2 separate regions of the Mus musculus genome follow, and region 2 is linked to region 1. A link is a contact called in public promoter capture Hi-C data. All regions are on one chromosome and are shown on one strand. The core of a region is the stretch at or near the end of the contact, and the rest is flanking DNA. Distances in the headings are between cores, read along the strand shown. Region 1 holds the start of Gdf2 (growth differentiation factor 2). Region 2 overlaps Shld2 (shieldin complex subunit 2).

Evidence for each region. Promoter capture Hi-C pulls out the DNA fragments that hold promoters and counts their contacts.
Region 2: a promoter capture Hi-C map of stem cell-derived epiblast-like cells shows a contact between it and region 1, with 2.2 times the contacts expected there. The contact joins the enhancer-like site here to the promoter of Gdf2 in region 1. A contact is called at or near these places in 1 of 39 promoter capture datasets (stem cell-derived epiblast-like cells), 1 of 484 Hi-C or Micro-C datasets (nephron progenitors) and 1 of 9 other capture datasets (adipose tissue).

What each region holds. Positions count from the first base shown.
Region 1 is chr14:33,936,542-33,943,443 of GRCm38.p6, reverse strand. Gdf2 (growth differentiation factor 2) reads right to left here and starts at 2,405. Exons shown (of 2, transcript NM_019506.4): 1 at 1,951-2,405. The coding sequence starts at 2,293.
Region 2 is chr14:34,230,780-34,237,353 of GRCm38.p6, reverse strand. It overlaps Shld2 (shieldin complex subunit 2), which reads left to right. Exons shown (of 10, transcript NM_001360074.1): 10 at 1-321. The coding sequence ends at 6. Among named protein-coding and RNA genes, the nearest start is that of Syt15, 14 kb to the right of the region's middle. Within about 2 kb of position 2,148, at least 45 of the 459 cell types and tissues checked have an H3K27ac peak or open chromatin away from gene starts, as enhancers often do. A contact at or near this core is called in stem cell-derived epiblast-like cells, where this site is marked.

The DNA of each region.
Region 1 (6,902 bases), core at 1,156-3,655:
TACAGGCCGGCCATGAGCCAAGAGCTGATGTTCAGTTAATAATACTTCTGTACCCCTTCCATCCTGCGCAAGCCCAGTGCACATGACAAAGCATGTAGCCCTTTACTCTTGCTCGCTGTGTTCTCACTGCTCATCACGGATGCGCCCATGAAGCTTCCGAGTAATCTGGTGAGTGCTGTGCCACATCAGACAGAGAGAACTGTGCATTGCACTCATGGCCAAAAGCGCCCTCCCTGAGGCTACCTCTGCAGTGGCTGTGGGACCGCTGCCAGACACCAGAAATCACAGGCCCACAGGGACTAGACGAATGCTTCCTAGGTCATGTGTGAGGGTTGTTGGTGTTGCTGCTGCTGAGTGCGTGGAGTAAATTGTGCCAATGATGTAGGGAGCTTGGTATCTCTGGCTAGGCTTCACATTCCGGCCCGTGGAATATGATGACTTAGGCCCCAAATAAAAAACCGAAACCAAAACCAAAATCTAGCCTTTCCCCTAGGCAGAGATCCTAGAGAATCCTGGGGCCTGGTGACCTGTAAATTTTATATTTTTAAAAATGAAGCCATATGTGTGTGAGTGTGTGCATAATTTAATTATAAATAATATAATATTATATATATATAAATGAAGATATATATATAAATGAAGATATATATATATATATATATATATATATATATATATATATATATATGCTTCAGCCTCCTTTGCTCCCCTTCCTGCCTCCTCTAATTCCCTCTCCCTCCTCTCTCCTCCTCTTTCCTCTCCTCCCTTTTCTTTCCTCTTAACTTCCTCTTCCCTTCCAGGTCCACTCTCCTTTCCTGTCTTCCTCTGACTTAGAAATATAAGACTTATTACATAATAACTTGAAACTTCTGTTGGGCAGTCAGAAAACTCAGCAGCACTGAGCATGTATGGTGGTCACAAGTGTCCTTAGACACACACGCTCTGCAGGCTGGACAGATCTGGCCAGGCTTGCCTGTGACCCTGAACTGGAACCCTTGGGCATTTGCAAATCTCTGAATCAGAAAGAGAGAGGCCTTGGGCTCCTGGTCCTTCAGAGCAAGATGCCAAACCAGAAGAAGGGGAGCTGGTTCTATGCAGCTGGTTCTATGCAGGACGTAGGGCCAGCCACGTGACCTTGCAAAGGGTGCCTGACCCGGGTTCCTCAGCCCTAGCAATCCCAGCTTTCTCTTCAGTAACTCATACTACGTGGATTCTGGTGTTCTGTGAGTTGTCAGTTACAGACTTCACCTCCGTGTTTATTATCTAATCTTCCTAAATCAACGACACTTCACACCGAAAACATATTGGACAGACACACTGCCCACTGCCTCTTCTACTCTATTGACATTTTACAATCTAGTTCTAAAATGCATTTTATAAGAGAAAACCTGGTTTCCTTTTAAAGCTGAAAAAATATACAAGTTTATTGCAGGCTAAATGAATGATCTATTTCTAAGTCAGAAGAAGACAGGGAAGGAGAGAGGAAGATAGGAAGGGAAGAGGAAGTGGAAAGAAAAGGGAGGAGAGGGAAGAAGAGGAGAGAGAGAGGAGGGAGGGGGAAGTAGGAGAGGCAGGAAGCAGAGCAAAGGAGGCTGAAGCAGAAACAGGGAAATGAGGCAGAGAGGGAGTGAACAGAGGGAAGCAGAAACCTGGTATACTGGGTACCTATGGGGTTAACTGTGGATGTGGCCCGGAGGAGGAGCTGTGCACCAGATCCTTTAGTGTTGATGGACAGGGCCCATGATTTGCACTGCCCTGTAGGGAAGCCATTAGCCACGCAAATGATGAACAGGGAATTCGTATTTTCTCCCTGTTTCATTGGGAGTCACTTCCACAGAAACCTGAAGGTCTGCCGTGGTCAGTGACCGTCCCACACGGCAGAGCCACTTCACTGTGGGGGGCAGGGTGCAGTATGTCCCACCCCACGGAACCCTGGAGGAAGCACTATACCTTCCACGCTGAAGCTCCGCACGATGTTGGAGGCAGGCGTAGACGATTTGTCCGTTGTGTATCTGTTGTACAAGTCGATCATGTACTGGGGTGGCTCCGCTCTGGTTTTGTCCTGGGAGGGAATGCCGCTGAGGTTAAGGCTGCGTAGGAAATCCACCTTCATGTTCTCCAGGAACATCTGCAGGTCAAAGACACCCTCCTCTCCAGCTCCAGACAATCCCAGGGAGCTGTGGGCATTTTCCCCAGGGGATGCTTGTTCCCAGTTCTGCAGCGGCTTCTGCTGTGTGACACAGACCAGCAGGAACAGCGGGAGCAGGGCCACCCGGAAGGCCCCAGGGGACATCTTGGGCCCTGAAGGGGGCCTGAGGGGCTGCTGTGGTCTATCACTTGGTGCAACGAGGAGCCCGGGAGGAATAGGCCCACATTGTCCTGCTGACTGCTTAGCCAAGACTTTGGCTGTCTCACGGTCTCCCCAACAATCCTCCACTCTTCTTATCTGGGTGTGGATGCTCTGCTCGGACCTCTTATCTCAGGCAGCTCTCTTTAATGAAGACTGTATAAACATCTGACCAGCACTAGGGGCTGGTGGAAAGGATGCTGACTACTGTAAAGGATCGGCATTTCTCCGGAGGGTCATCCACCCTAATTAGAATCTTTGTTCCTTTCCTAGCTGGCTTCGTTCAGAAGACTCTCCAGGCAGGGGCACACAGACCGTATCCTGGTGGACCACAGAAACAAGGAATTCAGAAAATGAGGCTGGGGAGTTCCCCAGATATAGAAAGCTCACCAAGTACCCAGAAGATGACACAAACTGTGGGGGTCAGGGAGGTGGGGTGATGGGGGAGATTGCATCAGGGTTAGACGAAGTCTGGTCCTTATGGTATCGGAACCCGGCAGTGTATCTAGGCACTGGCCTCTGAGGAAAGAGCTCCTGAGTACTGAGAATGGAGTGTGCATGGGCCCAGAACATTCAGTGGACTGGTGACGTCCCAGCCAACACAGATGGTACCTCCTGTCCCCACTGTTCTTCCGAGCTGTGGCCTCAGCCCTTTGAGTCTCCTTTAAGAAGATGTGTTTGCATACACGTAGGCCACTGTCAGCTCCTGACAGTGGGTAGCTATGTTCAACCACCCTCCAGTGCTGATGCTGACCATGCTGCAGTGGGGGTGGGGTGAAGGGAAGCTCTGTGTTCAGGCTAGATGCTTATTAGTACCACAAACATATGTATCTGATGCATATTGACCAGCCTTGACCCTGGTCTGTGTGGTGCTGGTATATGCAAGTGCACAAGTGTGAGTGTGTGTATGTGTGTGTGTGTTGTGTGTGTTATGTGTGTGTGTATGTGTGTGTGTGTGTGTGTTGTGTGTGTGTGTGTGTGTGTATGTGTGTGTGTGTGTGTTGTGTGTGTTGTGTGTTTTGTGTGTGTGTGTTGTGTGTGTGTGTGTGTGTGTATGTGTGTGTGTGTGTGTGTGTTGTGTGTGTTGTGTGTTTTGTGTGTGTGTGTGTATGTGTGTGTGTGTGTGTTGTGTGTGTTGTGTGTTTTGTGTGTGTGTGTGTGTGTGTGTGTGTGTGTGTGTGTGTATGGGTATTCAGAGGACAACTTGGTTCATGTTGATGGGAAGGTCACCTAGATCATGATTCTCAGCCAGGAGACCCACAGAGAAGTTGGAGCTCACAGGAGCCGTTGGGCAGTTCTGAGACTGACTCTATGTCCAGAGATGGTTTCTCTCCTATGAAGGCTGCTTGAGTTAGCCCAAAGACAGTGTTTAAAAGCTGTATCTCCATGCTTAGCCTCTGTCTGTCTCATCACAAGTAGCGTTAATCAAAGTGAAGAGAGAAGACAGTTAAAAACACTTGGGATGTGCGGCAGCTTAATCCAAGGAAGATGCGGTGTGATAGTCTGCGGTCAGGGCTCCCGGGGAGAGGGAATAGAGGGCCAAGACATTGTAGGATGGGCCACAGCAGGCTGCCAGAGTGGGAGAGTGAAACCAGGGACTGCCAGGGAGAACTTAACTTGTATCCACCCTTTTAGAGACACAATGAGGAGAGAAGGGAAGGGTATGGCGAGGAGCCGCTGAAAGCGGAAGTGTGCTGGGCACCTATTCGCGTCTGAAGCAGGACTGGGAAAGATGAATGCAATGCATGCTAAGCCCAGGAGATGGCGCTGAAGCTGCAGAGCCGTGGGCCTGGAGGAGCTGCAGAATGAGGTCTGTAGCCTCATGATGTGCCATAACCTCTAGGACAAACACCCTCCACATTCAAAGAGTCTGAGCATAAGGGCCAAAGCACAGTGTGTTCACTAGTGTCTTATGAAGGCCACAGGAAACTTCAGGTTTGATGGTGAGTGCGGTGTGAGTCAAGGCCCACGTGGTCAGCACTACCCATAAATTTCCAGCCTGGAGCCCCTTATATATGTGCAATAGAGTTGTCACCATGACAGTGAACACATTCACTGCAAAACAAGGTCTAGGGTTCCAGATCTCTACCTAGATATGCATGGGTCCCCGAGGTCATGCAGTTGAACCTGTGTTGGTCTGGAGATAACAGTATGGTAGTTTGTCATACTATGTCCTTGAACGTATACAGCCTCTAGAAGGAAGGCACCTTAGAGAGTGATTCATCAGGCCCAAATCCAGGTTTTGAGATGCTTCAGATTGAGCTCTGCTTTTACAGAGCGCAAGAGCAGAATCTTGATAACACCAAGTGTCTGGTCTGAGGTATTCTAATAAGTGTGTGCATTTATCATTCATAAAATACCGTGAGAGCCACCAGATGCCTAATGTTGCTTCAGTAGTCCAAATGGAGATGGTACTGCTGTGATGGAGACACAGATTTCCGGGTAGAGGTGGGAGGGCCTGAGGACGGGCCTCAGAGGAAGGAGGAGGCCAACGGTGGGGTCAGATAAGAAGGAAGAGATGGACTTGGCTGCAGGAGAACACCGCAGGTGCCACCTGCATTTGAGTACCTGATGTTGGTGCATGGAGGAGGGTAAGAGGTGGCATGGTTGGGAGACCAGGAGGAAGCCAGCTGGCAAGCTCAGGCAGTGAGCTGTATTCCACAGCTATGAAATGAGAGCCCAACTTAGTTTATTCTACTTCACCAACATCTGGGGACACAAGCTTTCACAGATAACGGTGTTTCTCCAGTTTCTGTTCTACTCCCCAAGCTGTGGATGCTCCTTTGAGCTGGCTCCCCTTCCCTGCCTCTTGTATCTGTCAGTCAAGTCTAATCTAGTCCTAGGCTCCCTCCTCTAATCTGACTGCATGAGTTGGGAATGAAAAGGGGCTGAGTAGCTCTATTTATTTATTCAAATATTTAACATTGGTTATGTGTCAAAGGACACACTAAACTATACAGCTGCCTCTCCCCGTGTCTATGGATTCCACATCCTTAGATGCTATCACCCTGGGGTTAAAAACAATTGAAAAAAAAAAAAACCCAAACAACCCTGCATTTGATTTGTGTTTGCAGGAGGTTTCCTTCCCCTAAACAATGCAGTATAACAACTTGGTGTGATTTTATTTTATTTTAAAATGTATTTTGACTTTCAATGGACACATAGAAATTGCACATATCTGTAAGATGCAATGTAGCATTTTCATTCATATATACAATATAACGATTTGATCAGAGGAGCAGGCATTTTTTTCATTTCTGCATTTCTTTGTTGTTGTTTTATGCTTTTTAAAACTTATTTTTATTTATGTGTACGTGTGTGTGTGTGTGTGTGTGTGTGTGTGTGTGTGTGTGTCATGTAAGCGCTGGTGCCCAGAGGCCAGAGAAGGTGGCAGATACTGTGGAACTGGAGTTAGAGGCAACTGTGAACTGTCTGACATGGGCGATAGCAGCTGAATTTAGCTCCTTGGAAGGAGAAGCAAGCTCTTTTACCTGCTGAGTCATCTCTCCTGGCTACTTAATAAAAGAGATTTAACCATCCTCAGATTTGGTGTATGTAGTGGAACCCTGGAACCCATCTCCCACTAATTCTGAGGGACAGCTGCTTTTTCATGTTTCACTTTGTAACTCATACAATTCTCCTCTTTCATCAAAACTTCTCCGCTTAAAGAAAACTACCACACACACACACACACAAACACAAACACACACACACACACACACAGAGAGAGAGAGAGAGAGAGAGAGAGAGAGAGAGAGAGAGAGAGAGAGAGAGCCTGAAAAGCACACGACCACTAGTAAATAAAAGCATATTTCATATACAGGTTTGAACACGTGCATCGGAATGACCTGCTGGGATCACACAGCTTTCTGATCTATTCTGAGCCTCTGTGTTTCCAACCAGCTCTTAGGCGCTTAGTGTGGCTGGTTCAAACATCACACTTTGAGAACTGCAGTTCTAAGCAGTGTGCTGTCTGGGCACTGTCACCGGCCAGGCGAGTGGCTCAGTGTTTATCAAGGGCCAACTGGGAGCAGGTTCTCAGTCGCAGCTCTCCCTACCTCTGGCTACTCCATGCAGCTCCTACAGGGATGTATTTTTGTTCCTCTGAACAATCGGGCATGGTTTGCCTCTCAAGAACTGCAGGGAAGAGGGAGGTGTCCTTGGTGATGTGTTCTGAGATGCTACATATGAAAAAGAGGCTGCTTCCTAAATTAGAGGTGTTCAGCGATGACACCAGCTCCTCCCACCACAGAGTGGGGTTCACCGTTCATATTTCCCCCATGAGTACTATGCAGCCTTCATGGGCCTGACCCCCTGCCCATGTCCCTGCCCACGCCTGGATCTCAGTCAGAGCCTCTCACGTTGCCCTGACTCATCCCAGACGTCTAGAGACAAAGACTTGGAGAGGTTGCAGGCCTTTGAGAATCCCAGTGGTCTCCCAGAAATTACAAATGTCAGAAAGAACTAAGTGAAGATATCATAGCTATGAGAAGGGAGAAAGCAGTTCATTGGGGGAAAAAACAAAACTGAGTGAGGAAGGCAAAGCAGAATCTAA
Region 2 (6,574 bases), core at 899-3,398, 290 kb before region 1:
GAGTGATGAAACAATCTGTCTTTTGAAGATGCATTTATTTTTATTATATGTATGTAAATGTTTTGCCTGTGTATGTCTGTGTACCATGTATGTACCTGGCACCCACAGAGGCCAGGAGAGGGTGTTAGATCCCGAGACTAGAGTAATAGATGGTTGTGAGCCGCCGTGTAGATTTTGAGAAAATGCTCTTAACTGCTGAGCCATCCAACCCTATGATCTATCTTTTGAAATGAAATGACAGGGATTTTGCTTAGAGTTTTTAAAATAGGTAATTTATTAGCATAATATAATTGTGCTAAATACATAATTTTTTAAAGAAAATTCTGTGAAGCTTTTATTATTTGTTTTTCTGTTGGTATTCTCCCCAGCACTGACTTTCTGCTATAAACTGAATTGCTTTCCTTCATTATAACTGTGTCTACTGGGCTAGGGATGCAGTGCTGTTGCTATGGCCTCAGGCGTGGTCGTATCCATCCTTGCCTGCCACTGACACTTTACTGTGGGGCTCTTGGCCCCTGGTCTGTCCTGTAAGTTGTCAGCACTGTGTGGAGTTTCCTTCTGGGAGACAAGCTTCCTCTTAGACTAGGGTACCACCTTTTCATCTTTAGCAGGAGACTTCAGGAGAGATTCCAATTCCTTGGCACCGATTGTCTCAGTATAGCCAAAGGGAGGGGCACAAATGCTTCTATTTAGAGTACTGGGACTCCTGCCATGATATTTAAGTTAATTGACTGAATTAGTATCATGAAAATGGCTGTAGCCCTGAAAGCAAGCTACAATATTCAATGTAGTTCTTAGCACAATCCCAGTGAGTTTCTTCTCAGAAATAGAAAAAACAATCCTCAAATTCCTGTGGAACAAAAGCACCCTTGAGCAGAGCCTCCCCTGAGGACAGAGAGCACAGCGTCTGATTTCAGACACTTTCACAGAGCCACAATGACAATAACAGACAGACGTGTGGATGAAGGGAATGAAATAGAGGGTGCAGAACTCACCCCTGGCAGGTATGATGGAGCAGTGCCAGGCCATACACCAGTGTGTGTGGCATTCGTGTCAACAAGTGGTCCTGGGAAAACCACGTGAGAATTCTCTCATCCACTACAGAAGGCATTCAAAATGGATCAATACTTCTAAGATCTGAAACTTTGACACTACTACCAGAAAACACAAGGAAAATACTTCTAAGATAGAGACACAAGCAAGGACTTCCTGGCACCTTCGGACTGGTGTGGCTGTAGAAGGCAGAGCCTCATGGAAAGGACTCCAGTAGCTCAGGAAATAAGATCAAGAACTGGCAAATGGAACTGCAGATAACTTTAAAACTTCTGCGAAGCACAGAGAAAAGAGACAGCATACAGGTCAGGAGAGAAACCGTCAGCTGTGTTTTACTATCTAGAACAGAGAACAACAAACAAAATCAACAAATGACAAGCAGTTCTCAAAAGGAGTACAAGTGAGCTGGGGGTGGGGGTGGCCCTTGCCTTTAATCTCAGTACTCAGAAGGCAGAGGCAGGAGGATCTCTGTGAGTTCGAGGCCAGCCTGGTCTAGAGTTCCAGGACATCCAAGTAGTTTCTAAGTCTATGAAGAAAATATCCAACATCTCTAGCCCTCAGGGACAGGCAAATAAAAACTATACTCAAAGTCCTCCATCCCAACCAAAGGAGACAAACTGCAAATATTGGTGAGAATGTAGGGAAAGAGGAATCCTTACACACCAGGTAACAGCTCCAAACTACAGAGTCCACAAGCAGTAAATGGATAACAGACAGCACCATGCCATTCACAGGAGGGTGTGTAGCCCTGACACACAAGAAGAGTCATGCTCAAAGGACAGTATGAAGAGGGCAAACAAACTAGCATACACCTTTTCTCATTCCTTAGCTAATGTGTAATGCTGTACATTGTACATCACAGATATTTAGATGGTATGCGCCTATAGATTATATAGTGCTTGATCAGGTGTAGCAATCAGAGAGGAAGAGGTGGTGCTTGGGAAGGGCCACCCCGGATATTGGCTTTTGTGGCCTGCTGGCTCTAGATCTAACCTTCCCCACTTGCTCTGAGGTAACAGCCATTCTAGTGAGTGGCCATAGCGTGGCCACCATGATGCTAAACACTAGAGGGCAGTGGAGACATACCACAGAAGGCCGGGCTGCTATCCTAGGTTGAGCTGGAAGCCACACCTCTGAGTCACGTGTCTACTCCCTCCTGCCCTGGACACAGTGCGCTAGGCTGGGTCCCTTGGCAGACCACCTTTGCTCGCTCACTCCTGCCTGAAAGATTGTCAGTCAGCAAACTAATGCAAGCTCAAACCGAGAGAGCCAAGGTGGTTATTTGCCTGATTTCACTCCTCCTCATTACTGACAAATGGTTAATTTACACAGAAACATGGGAGGGATGGAGAAGTTTAAGGAGGAAGAAGGGAAGATTTTATTTTCCACGCACCCTGACTGCAAAGTACCACAGTTCTGCGCTCTGATGAGAGGGAATACCGACAGCATCTCGGACCCCTGGAGTCTGATTCCAGCTCCAGAGCTGCTCTCTTGCTGCGGGGGACTGGGAGGCAGCGTGTCCTCCTTCCTGCTCTGCTAATGGGAGGGATCTCTCCTGGGCTCGGGTGCTGCCTTATCCCGCTGATGTACAAAACCTTATTCAATTCCCAAGAGATTGTTCCTTCCTCCTTTCCGCAGTGAAGCACAATTCCTTAAAGCAAACAGTGATTCAGGCAAACCATTCCTTCCATAGAAAGTATTAGTGGAGTATAATGGTCAAGTATTACAGTCTGGTTTTAAAATTGCATGCTAAACTCAATTAAGAGATTTGTCAATTATGTTGAAGGAGCTGAGCTTATGGAATCTAATCAGTGAATTATTTCATTATATTTTTCTAATTAACTCTTCAGACTCTCTTATCAGGTTGCTAGCTTCTCCCTGCTCCTTGGATTAAAAACTTAGAACAAGTGCCATGACTTCTTTCCCTCCCCTCCCCTCCCCTCCCCTTCCCTCCCCTCCCCTTCCCTCCCCTCCCCTTCCCTCCCCTCCCCTTCCCTCCCCTCCCCTCCTCTCCTCTCCCCTTCCCTTTCCTCTTTTCTCAGTATTGTGACTGCTTTGATCACCATGAGCAGTAAGTAAATTAAGTAGAATTCCTCTAGTAGTGTCTGGTTCCACAGGTAGACTGTCCACACTTCCAGCATTCAGCTATAGCTAACTCACTGCCTGGGTCCTATTGCTCCGTCTTGTGCTTCTGTCCATCCTTCCCCTCCCCCACCTCCCCCCACCACACCCCTTTCTCAGGTGCTTGGTCACCCCAGCCGGAGCCTGAATGTGGCAAGGAGGAAGATCTCCTGAGGGGCAGGAACCTCGAGCTGCAGAACTTCCAGGACCTCCCTTTAGTGAGGTCTCCCCACCACTCCATGACCGACCTTGGTTTGCTACAGTGTTTGTTGCAGCAACACCATTCAAATCCCTTACAGCAGGGGATTGCCTTTGTCTGGAAAAGGAAGTCAGTTTTGAAAATTTATTCCTCCAACTCTTTTTAAAATTAATTTATTATTATAATTAAGTACACTGTAGCTGTCTTCAGACACACCAGAAGAGGGTGTCAGATCTCATTATGGGTGGTTGTGAGCCACCATATAGTTGCCAGGAATTGAACTCAGGACGTTCGGAAGAGCAGTCAGGGCTCTTACCCGCTGAGCCATTTTGCCAACCCAGTTTTTCCAACTCTTATGAACAGAATTCTGGGTAAATTCCAATTGTGAAGTGCTCAAGGGAGACCAGAAAGTAGCAAGAAAGTGAAAAATAATCTCCCTTCCTCTGCTAATTATCCTCTGACAGTGATGAGCACAGGCTGCTCATGGCTCTTGAAGTAATTTGGGCAGACATTCCACACAGAAAAGTAAGAAAAGCATAATTGACAAATGACTGCACAAATTACAACACATCATTATGGGATGCCAAATTGGCAGCCATGACACCAAGGCCAGTAGGCAGCTTCAGGAAGTGCTCTCCCCCAGAGATGCTCCTTCAGGAGAGCACAGGCCCCTGGGGCTGCCTCACATCGCCCCTCAAATTCTTCACCCCTCCCTGGAGCTGTGCCCACTGTTGTGTAGCTTTGCCAAAAAGGCACGTCTACTTCTCTGACCCTGGATTTTCAGCTTGGCCATATGGCTTGCTTTGGCCCAGGGATATCTAGGGGCACCATACAAGCAGAAGACAAAAAACATGCTCTCCTATGCTTCTGCCTCCATCTCGACAGGCGCTGTCCCTGGGTAGCTGGTGGTCAGTGTGAACAGTCATGGCACTGCTCTGGTAAGGATCCCCCAGCCCATCCAGACCCACGGCGTGAGAACAAGTTACCTCACCTGGGGTAACTCCTGCTCGGCCAACCCACAGATGCAGAGGATAAAAATGTTGATGCTGCATCCACTGAGAACCCGTGGTCATTTGCTATGCACAGAGTCAAGTGAAGACAGCAGCTCACCCACTGTCTTTGACTGGCTGTCCTTGAATCCTGGTTCTCCTGGCTCTACCTACCAAGTTGCTGCCATTCTGCCACCTCCCCACCCTCCACCAAGCTGGGCCTTCTTTTTCTGGGAAAGGACTTCTTTTTCCGCTAGAGGCAGATAGATGTTCACATTAACAACAAGGGGGAAAGCTGGATGAAGCACAGACCTTTTTAAAAAGAGCCCCTGAGTCAGAAGCAAAGCACAGGGATGAAAGAGTTTCTGAGAACCACTTTGCTCTCCGGGAACTTTCTGGGTTTGACCGAGAGGCTAAGCAGGTGGGCAGAGTCTCGGTTCAGGGCAGCAAAGGCTGCAGCTGCAGCTGCAGCTGCAGCGTCTCTGCAGCTTGGGAACTGAGAAGCTGGAGACTAACGCTACCAAGGCAGCCGGGCAAAGACAGCCCCAGGGGCCTTCCCCCCTGGAAACATTTGTTGAATTGTCGAACTTTCATTGCTAACTATGAAAGCAGTTTGAGGAAAATGTCTTAATTCTTTTAGAAATTGGAGTCAGGACCCACAGAGGAAGAGCTCTTGGTTGGATTCTCTGAAGAAGGACATTCAGGACTCTTCAAAACCTGACCATTGGCTTGCCATGCTTAGTTTAAATAATGACCATATCCATTCATGCTTCCTCATACGGTATTTCCACGCGTGCCATAGTCATGGGACACTCCCTTTCCTGCTGTCTTGTAGATTAGAATTTTTTTCTTTGTTTTCTTGACTTTGGGGAAAGCAGAATACTGATGTTATATTCTTATGATGACCAGTAGTTGCTCACCCTTAAAGAATTCTGCCCTCTAAACTCCTTTATGAAAGTTAATTACATCAGTTGATAATTAAGTTTAATACTGCCCCAGTATAACCCGATTGTTATTTTTTTTGCAAGCTGTCAGGAACAGCAGTTTGGAGTATTGGGCTTCACTGTAGGGCTCAAGGTGGGTGGTGAAGGCTGCCAGTGGTGGACACTGCTCCATGGGCCATGTTCTTAGAAACCAGGGTTTTACTGGCTTCGCAATCCCTATTGCACTGTCTGCTTAAAAGCAGCTTTATGAACATACAGAAAACCTGCTTCTTTTTGTTTAAGATGACTACTAATGGCTTCTCTACCAAAAATGTATGAATCTAAATTTCAAGGGCTTGAAGGGAAAATGTTTTTATGATAAGGATTCGAACCCCTCCCTCATCTTCTTTTTAATAGGGACTCATTATGTAGTCTGGCTTTAAAGCTGAAACTCTTCTGCCTCAGCCTTCTGCATGATGGGATTATAAGGGGTGTGTCACTATGCCAGCATGGGAATTTGGATTTTGATAATCTCTTTAAAATCCATACTGATGGAGCTGAAGCGATGGCTCATAGCAGTTAGGAACACTTGCTGCTCTTCGGGAGGATCTGGGTTCAGTTCCCAGCACCCACATTAGGTAACTCCATTCCTAGGAGCTCTGGTGCCCTCTTTTGGCCTTCTTGGGCACCTGCATACATATGGTGTACACACAAGACAAGCAGCCACCCACACATACACAGAAGTTTAAGGTTTTTAACTTAAAAATTATTATAATAGCTGTTTTTTATTATTTCATGATTTTTAAAAAAGATTTATTTATTTGAAAGAGTTATTGTATATACAGTGTTCTGCCTGAATGTAGGCCTGCAGGCCAGAAGAGGACACCAGATCTCATTACAGATGACTGTGAGCCACCATGTGGTTGCTGGGAATTGAACTCAGGACCTCTGGAAAAACCTTTGAGCCATCTCTCTAGCCCTATTTCATTTTAAAAAGTATCTTCTTCAGAAAATAAAAGCCTATCTAAGAAGAATATATGGTTTTTAATTCTTTTTTTATAGTTAATTGCCCTCACAGCTAACATTTCTTATAGTTTGTGTTTTATATGTTTGATTACTATCTGTAAGATGCTTTATCAAGTTTATAGCAGGATGTTCTTTCAGAGATTTGTATAGTAATTATAAAGCTTATTTCCACATGGGTTCACACATGGGTTGTCTTTGTACTATGCTGATGTGCACAGAGCTATATTCTGAAGCCCCACAGTGGAGCTATGATGCGGGTCAAA